Linked DNA regions of Mus musculus: regions 2 and 3 are each linked to region 1. The links are chromatin contacts, called in public Micro-C and promoter capture Hi-C maps. All regions are on one chromosome and are shown on one strand. The core of a region is the stretch at or near the end of the contact, and the rest is flanking DNA. Distances in the headings are between cores, read along the strand shown. Region 1 holds the start of Gprasp2 (G protein-coupled receptor associated sorting protein 2). Region 2 holds the start of Bex2 (brain expressed X-linked 2). Region 3 overlaps Gm31214 (a long non-coding RNA gene).

Region 1 (3,481 bases), core at 710-3,209:
GAATTTGGTTAGAATCTGAATTTGCCTCCTCAGTGGCTGGCTCCTGCACTGCCCTGAGTCTCACCAACCTCCAAGATCTGAGACAGTCGCCTTGAAGCCTTCTTCCCTTGCTTGAAGAACTGGCTAGCCTTAAAGCAGGGCTGTGGACAAAGACATGAAAATGTCTGACAATCAGGAAATGATGGCAGCAGCTTTGTGCAAATTAAGGGGACAATAAAGGCATCGGGCACCCTCTTGGGTTAGAGCAATCTGAATTTGCCTCCTCAGTGGCTGGCTCCTGCACTGCCCTGAGTCTCACCAACCTCCAAGATCTGAGACAGTCGCCTTGAAGCCTTCTTCCCTTGCTTGAAGAACTGACCAGCCTTAAAGCAGGGCTGTGGACAAAGACATGAAAATGTATGACAATCAGGAAATGATGGCAGCAGGTGTGGGCAAATTAAGGGGACAGTAAACACCCTCTTGGGTTAGAGCAATCTGAATTTGCCTCCTCAGTGGCTGGCTCCTGCACTGCCCTGAGTCTCACCAATCTCCAGAGATTTGAGACAGTCGCCTTGAAGCCTTCTTCCCTTGCTTGAAGAACTGACCAGCCTTAAAGCAGGGCTGTGGACAAAGATGAAAATGTATGGCACTTATATGATGGTAGCAGCTGATCATGTTATGAATGTCACCAAGGATATGAACCAGATCATGTGTCTTTCAGCATTTAGGGTCCTACTGCTGGAACATTCTAGATTTATTTAGCCTGGCTGTAGGGCTCCTGAGGTAACACCCCCTTCTTTGATGTCATCCTTATTAGTCCCTTCTGCAATGTTGAAGATCCGCCACTAGGTGGCCATATTTCCTTTCCTTGCGCAGCAAAAAATGGGGGAAGGGCGCAGCACATTCTAGAAACCAGGTTCTGAAGTGGTCCTTGGATTTATGACTCCGTCATCATCCCCAAACCATCTTTTCAGACCCCAGATTTGGGAGGGAGGGGAAAGGCAGTGTGGAAGGTACCTACAAGGTTGTGAGAAATGAGATTAGGAGACACTAATGGATATCCCACCTGTTCTGGCCAGTCACCCCCACCATTTTTTGCATCTCCACTCACTGTCTGGTGCCCATCCCCATTACTACACACCTCCAGAAATCCGCGCTGTTTTTTCTCTTCTTCTTTTCTCAAGCTTCTGGTCTATAGATGCTCACCGTGGCCTGTCAGAATATGCCAGACCTACCATGCAGACAGGTCACTTTCCATCAATCAGAAGCCTGTGGGGAGTGACAGCACCCAGGATGCAGGGTACCAGGGCCCCTCTCAGGAACCATTTCGGAGCCCTAATAGCCGAGGCGACTCACCACCCACCAGCTGAGTTGGCCCCCTGCACCTGCACCCACATCCATGGGCTCCAGGCTTGCTGTCCTCCTCCCCCGCAACCCCCCACCGCCATTTCTCCTGTGGCCACCTACCTCATAACCTGTGTTGGTCCCGGACTGACACCTGGAGGGAGGCTGTCAGGTTGTAGGCTCTGCCACCCTCCAAAACCCGCAGACTTTGCCTCCTCAGCCGCCCCCTGCTCCTGCGGCCCTGCCTTAGTTCCCCGCTTCCTCCTCCCCACCACGGTCTGGGGTCTCCGGGCACCGCGCACACTCCAGGGAGCAGCTGCGACCCCTTTGCCTCCACTGAACTGTCAGGGCCAGGCAGTTGTTTGCAGTGCGCGACCGCCCAGAGCCCTCGACACACCCCCACTTGCCTGGCCAGGCGCACGGCCCAGGTCCCTGGGCTCCCCCACGTCCGACTCCTATTCCTGGGTGTTCTCTGTCCTCTGCAGATCCTCTCACTGGCCTTTAACGCTTTGCGCGCGAGTGGAATGGCAGAGATGTGTCCTGTCCCCACGCCTCTGCACCAAACAGGCAGGGGCTGCGCAGGATGCGACAAGCCAGCTCTCCTCGAGGGTGTCGGGAAGGGGGCGGAGGGATACTGCGCACGGGGCTCTACGCCCCCTCCCGGACCCACTGTAGTTCCGACTCGGAGTGGGCGGGGCCAGACAGCCCCACTCCTCTTGGAGGGGTGGGTTGCACCGGTTAGGCGTCTGCAGACCCCTGTTCACCCTAACCAGAGACCACCACCACTTTTTTTTTTTTGGCGCCACAACAGTGTGTGGGATGGCTAAGACCTAGAGTCTATGAGGGTTTTGGGAAGGGGGGGACTATAAGGAGGAGAAGGTCTGCAGTTAGGGAGCAGGGGGGAGCAGCGGAGGGATACTGAGTGGCCCCTAGATTTGCACTTCAGAACGAGGCTGGACAGTGCCTACCCATCACAGCACCCACTCTGTACTCCCTCCCAACCTCCCCCCCCCTTTCTGTCGCCAATGGAAGGGGAGGGGGGCTGTTAGTAATGCAGCCTGAGAGGGGACAGGTGACCTAGCAACAGCCAGCCAGCCAGTAGGTTCCTGTTGATTCTCCCATGTTTTCTCTTACTGGCTCATGCAACCATGAAGAGGAGAGCATTTTTGAATCTAAAGGATAGGACATGGGGGCTTTCATTACAACCCCCACCACTGTCCACTTTTCAAAAGGGAGATAGAGGCACAGAGGGATGGAGGGAGGGAGAAAAGAAGAGAGGGGTGGAGAGAGAGAGAGAGAGAGAGAGAGAGAGAGAGATGTTCTCATTCTAAGGAGCAATACCCTTGGGTTACTTATTGACTTATTGTCTGTCCCCACAATTGTCCTTTCCCTGTCAGTATTTACAGGGTGCCATAGAGACCTACAGCCTAGTGTTGGGAGCCATATTGGGCCTGTTCAGTTTCCTTGCCTATGGTTCTCTGAACTCATCTCTTCCCAGTCAGGTCCAAGCTCTTGTTTTTGGCAGCATGCATATGCAGGAGGATCAACTAGCTTGGATCTCAGCCACAACTCGATTCACTGTAACTGTCAGGGAAACCACCCTCTGTGCATTTTTTCTCTCACAACCCACCCCTGGCTGACTTTGAGTCTTTTCTTTTACCCCACCCACAAAATTCCCTCTGCTCTCCATCCTCTTTGCTTGTTTTGTGAGAAAATCAGGAATGGCCTTAAGCACACAGTAAAGCTGCCGGGCTTGCTCATCTAGAAATTCCTTTAAACACCTAGTTAGTTTGCAGCAAAACAACAACCCCAAGGATATGTGAACATACATTATTCGGCCAAGGAGAACTGAGGTTTCAGGTGGAACTCCAGTTGCAAATAGTGGGATCTAGCACACAATTCTGCTAGATGAGTCTACCCAATATAACTGTAAAGATTATAGGTGTGGCATAAATCCTGTGTTTGAAGGAAACAGCATGTGGGGAGGGGGCAGCTGAAAAGTCCCTTATTAGCTTTGAAGATGTAAGGACTACAGTAGCCATAGAATGTAACCTGTCTCCAGAACACAGGAAGAAAACCAATGAAGATTCTCCCTTGTAATCTTAGAAGGAAAGGAACTCTCATAAGACCTTTACATTAGTGTCAGTTTTTAAAATAA
Region 2 (3,481 bases), core at 520-3,019, 230 kb before region 1:
CATTAATCGTCTTGAAAAAACAAATCTTTTATTGCATGTATTGTTCTTTTAGTTTCTATTTTATTGATTTCCCCTTTACTCTTTTATTATTTCTTACCATGTGTTAAGTTTGGGCTTGTTTTTTGTTGTTTGTTTGTTTGTTTGTTTGTTTTCTTTGTTGTTGTTTTTTAAGAGCCCCATCATTTTGTCATTCACTTGAGATCTCTCTGTGTTTGTTTGTTGTTCTTGCTTTTTTTTTTATAACAGTATCTCACTATGTAGCCCCAGGTGGCCTGGCACTTGCTATGTTTACCAGTCTGGCCACAAATTCACACCTAGATCTTTCTGTCTCAGTGGTCTAAAGGGTCCCAGCAAGCCACACCTCGCCCGAATGCTACAAAGAGTTAACAACCAGAACCCAGACAGGATTCTACTGGAACTGGGTGAAAAGAGAAGAGCCTTGGGAGCCCCCTTTCCCCCCACCCAAGAGACCCTTCTGTAATTTACATAGGATCTAAAAAATGTAGGATATTTTTGTGGCTTCTAATATGAGAGCAGACCTCTAATCAATGCTAAAAAGAACTGGGGGGGGGGGTTCTGGAAGAATTGCACAAGAGGAAGCAACGGTGATTGGTTTCTCCATGTGGTTTTGAAGAATACAACAGGAACCTGGATGGAGGAAATGAGGGCCTCTGGAATTTGGTGTTAAGGAAACCAATGCCTTCCTAATCTCACTCTCTCTCTTTTATAAAAAAAAAAACAGGTACCAGTTCTGATTTTATTTCACCATACTAACATACACGGCACTTGAGAATGAGAAATGCACAAGTGAACCATTCAACAGCTTGCCTTTTACTCAAGGACACGATATTCATATTAAACATACAGTCTTCCCACTCTGACTTTTTTTCAGAGCAGGGATGATAACATCTTTGGTCTGTCAACCCTCAAAGCTTTCTCCCTTTGCTTAGGTCCTTAAAGCTATCCACAGTGATAGCCAGGAACTTTCAGTTGCTAACAAAAGTCTTTCTACAGTTAAAGACTGATGGTAATTACAGGGTAAGACGGAACAGAATTATTAATACTTGGTATTGGCTCCTAAAGGGGAAAAGATTGCTTACAACAAATTATTATGCTCTAACAACTGGACTTGTTTCTTAAGATTCATTAAACTGATTTTAAATACACACATTTTTCAAAGAGATCCTGTTTTTAACGTTTTCCAGGAAAAAATTTAAACAAACTATTGATGATCAGAGTAAATCTATTGAGTCGAGCACAGAGCACAGGAGAACATTTTTTTTCATGTTTGTTTGTTTAGTTTTTACTTTGCCAGTTTTAAACATTTTGTTCAAAACAAATCTTCTACTTTTCAAAATTTGAGCCGTGAAAAACTGTTCTGAAATAGGGACTCATTCTATGGCCCAAACTGATTTGAAACTCACTGTGTAATCTATATGGGTTCCAATCCATGGTGAATTTCCTACTCCAGCCAGGATTTCAAGAGTGGGCCACTAGTTCTGGCTCAGACCTATTAACATTTAAAAAGAAAATAAAGAGAAATTAATAGAAGGGATTTATACAGATGGAAAGAGAGAAAACGGACTTCCAGGATGAGGGTGTGGTGTTGCTGAACCAAGGAGCATGGTGCAGACCCTCCCTGGTAACAGGGAAGGGAGATGTCCAACCTCCTGATGGTGATGCCACTTGTGGTTCCTCAGATTGGTGAGGATCCGGATGAGTGACGGGTGGGGCCCGAGGTGAGCACTGGCGGCGGGGAGGCGGGGGCGGGGCCTCCTGTCGCACCGGCCTCCCGAACAGGGGGAGCGGGCTTGGCAGTGACGCAGGGCCCTCACGTGACCCGGGGCTGCAGAGCGACGCAGCCTTGGGTGCAGTCGTCACGAGCGTCTGGCCAGCAGCTCGGAGCTCCTCTGCGCGCGGCGGGCTGGCAGCGGGCCCGAGGCGAGCGGGACAGGTAAGGGGCCTGCACGCCGCGGCCCTGCGGGCGACAGCCTCGCGACGGGCGGGCGCGCACCGCGGCTTTGTGCACCGCGCGGGGAACCCCGGCTGCGCCCGGGAAGGGACGCCCGGGCTCAGGGGCGGGGACGGCGCGGGGGTCCCGGGAGAGGGGCGGCTGGGCGGGCCCGCAGCGGAGAGCGCTAGAGCGAGCCCCGGAGAGCGGGGACGGGGACGGGGACGGGGATGGGGACGGGGACGGGGATGGGGACGGGGATGGGGACGGGGCTGCTAGAGATCGTGGGCGGCCCTGTAGGGGGATGGGCGGTGGGTCCGAGGAAGGCGGGTGCGGTGCTGAGCTCGGCGCCCAGTCCTTCCCATCCCACCCTGTCTGCAGATTGACTGGAAACCGAGAGTCCAGGCGGCAGCGGGAATTGACAGGAGGACTACGCCGCAAGGGATAGGCCCAGGTTGGTTCAGTGGCGGTGGGGGTGGGGTGGGGAGACTGAACGGGGATGGATGGGCGTTAGTCCCCTCATATCCCCCTCATCCATCCCTTCCCACCTACTATCCCACACCCCTCATTCTACCTCCCAGCTCCCCTTCCACCACCCACCATTCCCACAGTTCCATCCTCCATTTTGATGCCTGCAAAAGCTTTGGAAACAGATCTGCAGGGAAAATGGTGGGTTGTGGGGAGGGAGGGTCTGGGACTGGGGGCCCCCTAGAGGGCGTGTTGAGCCTTTCAGGTAGAAAAAATAAAATTTGAAAAACAAACATATGGACATCCAAGATTGTGAATGGTGGCAAATGGGCCTCTGTCCTCGGTGCTGAATCTTTGAACATTTCTCTTGTCTTCTAGGAGAAATGGAGTCCAAAGTGGAACAAGGCGTGAAAAATCTCAACATGGAGAATGACCATCAGGAAAAGGAGGAAAAGGAAGAAAAGCCACAGGATGCTAGCAAAAGGGATCCGATTGTGGCCCTGCCTTTCGAAGCTGGAGACTACTACGTGCCTAGAGGAGGTCGCAGGCGGTTCCGGGTTCGGCAGCCCATCGTGCACTACAGATGGGACCTGATGCATAGGGTTGGGGAGCCCCAGGGAAGGATGAGAGAGGAGAACGTACAGAGGTTTGGGGATGATGTGAGACAGCTCATGGAGAAGCTGAGGGAAAGGCAGCTGAGCCACAGCCTGCGGGCGGTTAGCACTGACCCGCCTCATCATGACCACCATGATGAGTTTTGCCTTATGCCCTGAGTCCTGAGCTTTTCTCTGAAGATGACATGGGGACCCCTGCTTTCAAAACTTACATGTTTGTGATGTACTGTTGTAATATTTCTGGTGTCACTTGTTTCCCCATGGGGCTCCAACTTCTGCCAGCTTCTAATTGAAACTTGTGTTTTCGACTCAGTCTTACATTTCTTTTTTTGTTAGCAGAATTTATCTATTGCATGGGAAGATGCTCAGTATATATTGTGAACCTAATAAAGCAGATTTAAAAGGCTATCTTAGTAGTTCTTTAAAGGCTACATATACACACGTGTAT
Region 3 (3,481 bases), core at 644-3,143, 140 kb before region 1:
CCCTTCTCCTCAGAGAAGGGGAAGACCCACTTGGGTATAACCCTGCTCTGGGACATCAATTCTCAGCAAGATTAAACACATCCTCTCCCACCGAGACCCAATCAGCAGTCCAGCTAGGGGAAGAGATCTAATGGCAAACAAAATTATTAGAGACAGCCCCTGCTCCAATTGTTAGGGGATTTACATGAAGACCAAGCCTGTTTCCTTATAGAACCCAGGACCACCTGACCCGGGTCCCACCCACCATGGGCTGGGCCTTACAGAATCAATCACTATTTAAGAAAATGACCTACAGAATTGATTGAAGTCTGATATTACAGGATCATTTTCTTGATTGATGCTCCCTCCTCTTTGATATCTCTAACTTGATGTTAAGTTGACATATAACTATGCAGCTCAGTAATATTATTCAGAATGTCTTGCATTAATATGTAGCACAGATTTCATGGGTTTTAAAATAAAATCTTGAGAAAGTATTACAAAGATATATAAAGAAATATAACTTCATATATAATGATAAAGATATTAAGCTACAGGTTTTAATGAAAAAACACTAAGACAGCTAAAATTTTCAAAAGAAATATAAAGTTTGTATTTTTCTCCCCCTTAAAGCAATGATCTGGTTAATGTGAACTGAGTATTGGCGCAATGGGTTTTAGTATATTTTAAATTGTATTATTACTTATTCTAATATTCTTTAATGCCTTCCTGGATAAAACGTAGTTGGATTTTTATATCATCTTGTGTTTAACAGTGTCTTTAAACACTCAGATAAATTTTATTACAAGAGTGCAGGTAAACTTATTAGCATTCATATAATAAAATAAATATGTAAAATCTTATTGAACATTTCATAATGTTATTTTATAAAAGCAATTACATGCAGATACGGTCATAATAAAGGTAAAGGAGGATTGAAAATATCACACGTGACCAGGATTTGGTTTTTTGTTCATATACATAGCCACCAATCTACTTAGCAGACTTTTAGCATAAAAATAAGCTGTAATATCGTCCATCTCATATAAAGTTTTCACTTTATGATAATAGCAATGCTTAACTTTCTGTCTGATGACTCCCAATACTTCTACCGGAAATCGTTCCTTTTCCAAGCAATCTTCCAGAATGTTCTGAAAGGTAGTTGGACTGCAGCAGCTCCTCTAGCCTCTCCTTCTCAGTGGTGTTCAAACTGTAGTTCAGGATTCCGTCACGAGGTGGCACCAAAGCACCCCGTTATTAAATGTCTGCAAAGAAGCTTCTACAATGTGCAGAAAAATATGACGTCGTTCTTAAAACCAGTTTATAAAGAGAATGATTCCAATTCTTTTAGAGGACATAAAAATTATATTATGTGCATGAGAAACTGTAACAGAGAACCTTGGAAGAATGGTGGGAAGATTTCGTGGAAACCTGCATAGAGTAAGCTAATAGAGGGTGGAGGTCTGTTCCGGAAGAGGACCCCTGCACAGTGTGGTCCCCACAGAACGAGTAAGAGATAAGTCAGGGAGTACCCGCGAGGCTTGTGGTCATCAACAAATGAAATGGCTTTCCTATACAAATGAGGTTTTCCGGAAGATCTAGAAACACAATTGCCTCATTTGTTATTCTGTGCAAAAAGATACTCCTCCTTAAAAGGAAAAGAAGCCCCTTTACCCTTTCACTGTCTTCATTCTGGTGTCATGACCTATAAAGCCCACCCACACACAGATGTACGATCCCCTCCTAAGAGCAAACGTGGGGTGCCTGTGTCTGATTCTGAATTACTTTGCTCCATATAACAATTTGCAGATCCATTCATCTTCCGGAAATTTCACGGAGGGGGGGGGGATATCGAGGGTAATAGAATGCACGTCGGATGAACACGACCAAGGCACTATCCTATGGGGAGGCAGGACACAAGCGCAGGTGAGCTTCGTGAGAAGATGAGCAAAGGAGCCTTTTCTTTGTCTTTTAAGGAGGAGTATCTTTTTGCACGAAGTAACAAATGAGACAAAACAATTAATTTACTGTGTTGCTATGCTGGGACCAGCGTGGCCTTGGTGGGAACAGGATGACATAGTTCCCGCCCCTGGGACAGGGCCAGCAGGTGTGGGCCCCTATGAATATCGATGGTTGCCATGGGCATAAGGCTTGTTTGTATAATAATGTACATAAGTTCGCGTTCCTTCAAGGAATGCCCGCCGTTAGTGCTAATGACTCCATGATCAGCGGAGACAACCCCAGTCTGGGTGGCGAAGGTGTGGCTCATGTTTCAGCAAAATGGTAAACGCTGGGACCTTCAGGGCTGCCCCTTAAGGATGTGTTAAAGAATTCTAAAAACACAAGTTCAAAAATATATCATTTCTCAACTGTGTAAAAATAGAAGGATGCACTATGAATTGTATAAGGCGCTTCACAGATCTAAAGGCACAAAGAGCTAGCTTGTCATAAGATACAAAGAGGCAGCTACAAATGCAGGCAGATTCTTGAGTTCAAGGTCAGCCTGGGACAGAGCAAAGTTAGGCCCAGGAGTGGTAGAAACGGTAGTTTCCTGCCAGATCCTACCCAGAGATCTATTCAACTGTGTTTAACTTTGGCAGGCAGATCTCTGGATTCTTTTACAATGTTAAAAAAAAAAGTGTGTGCTTGTGGTCTCCCAAAGAATTAAGGGGCTGGGGTCACAGGTTGCTGATTCATCTGCTAATGAAAAGGAAACCTGGAGTAAATGACTGGATTGATATGTAAAATAAAAGCCTGGGCTTTTGATCTGTAAGAGAGGCGCTAATTAGAACAGCTTGGAGAACTGTAAAACACAGAGATGGGTATGGAGCTCTCCAGAGAAAGCAGAGCCAAGAGAAAAAAAGCAGAACCTAGAACAGTCTGGAAAGCTGCCTTGAACACAACATAGGTTGCCAGCTCTGACCCACAATTTGACTTGGAGTCCTGTTTCACTGCTCCCAGACACCCCTTCCCCCCACCCCCAACCGCACTCTAAGCCAAGGCTAGTCCTTGACATTTCCAGGTCTTTTGGAAAACTTCATTTGTATATTAAAGCTCACAGGTACTCATGGATTTATTATCTCTTACTCTCTCAGTATCAACAAAACCATATGTGATCATGTGCTAGATTAAAATAATACACAAACCAAGAAATAGAAGAGGGGGAAAAGAAAGATGGAGGTGGATGCTGCCTGGGCAAGCGAGTACGGAACCTGCCGGGAAGGACAGTGGAGCAGACATTCCTGGATTTTCTGGGATTACAGGAAACCACTTTTGTGCTATCAGTGTTTGGACATGTAAGGCTGAGATTGATCCCTGCCTCCCACCCAGCTAAGATAAATGTTCAACAGTAAGTGTCCAGGGTGTCTAGGTGGAGGAAGAGGAAGGAATAGCTCCCTTCAAATCCTGCCAGTTACCTGAAGAAGTGTGTGGGTAGAAGCTGACTTACCTTCTGTGCAAATCTCTGAATTCTGCAATGTTAAAAGAAAATGGGTGCACGCTG

Evidence for each region. A called contact is a pair of places that touch in the nucleus more often than the background predicts. Capture Hi-C pulls out chosen DNA fragments and counts their contacts.
Region 2: a contact with region 1 is called in a promoter capture Hi-C map of pancreatic islet. The contact joins the promoter of Bex2 here to the promoter of Gprasp2 in region 1. A contact is called at or near these places in 4 of 39 promoter capture datasets (the 3T3-L1 cell line, hippocampal neurons, pre-B cells and 1 more) and 1 of 9 other capture datasets (pancreatic islet).
Region 3: a contact with region 1 is called in a Micro-C map of embryonic stem cells, with 2.9 times the contacts expected there. The contact joins the enhancer-like site here to the promoter of Gprasp2 in region 1. A contact is called at or near these places in 11 of 39 promoter capture datasets (the 3T3-L1 cell line, cranial neural crest, embryonic stem cells and 5 more), 6 of 484 Hi-C or Micro-C datasets (the HL-1 cell line, the N1E-115 cell line, cerebral cortex and 2 more), 5 of 115 datasets of contacts at active chromatin or transcription factors (embryonic stem cells and neural progenitor cells) and 4 of 9 other capture datasets (adipose tissue, embryonic stem cells, liver and 1 more).

What each region holds. Positions count from the first base shown.
Region 1 is chrX:135,837,512-135,840,992 of GRCm38.p6, reverse strand. It overlaps Gprasp2 (G protein-coupled receptor associated sorting protein 2), which reads right to left and starts at 1,959. Exons shown (of 6, transcript NM_001359371.1): 1 at 1,731-1,959; 2 at 524-600; 3 at 303-374; 4 at 69-140.
Region 2 is chrX:136,066,524-136,070,004 of GRCm38.p6, reverse strand. Bex2 (brain expressed X-linked 2) reads left to right here and starts at 1,769. Exons shown (of 3, transcript NM_009749.2): 1 at 1,769-1,954; 2 at 2,333-2,405; 3 at 2,798-3,440. The coding sequence starts at 2,803. The coding sequence ends at 3,192.
Region 3 is chrX:135,973,078-135,976,558 of GRCm38.p6, reverse strand. The region is part of intron 6 of Gm31214 (a long non-coding RNA gene); the gene reads right to left. Among named protein-coding and RNA genes, the nearest start is that of Arxes2, 19 kb to the left of the region's middle. Within about 2 kb of position 1,893, at least 13 of the 459 cell types and tissues checked have an H3K27ac peak or open chromatin away from gene starts, as enhancers often do. A contact at or near this core is called in embryonic stem cells, where this site is marked.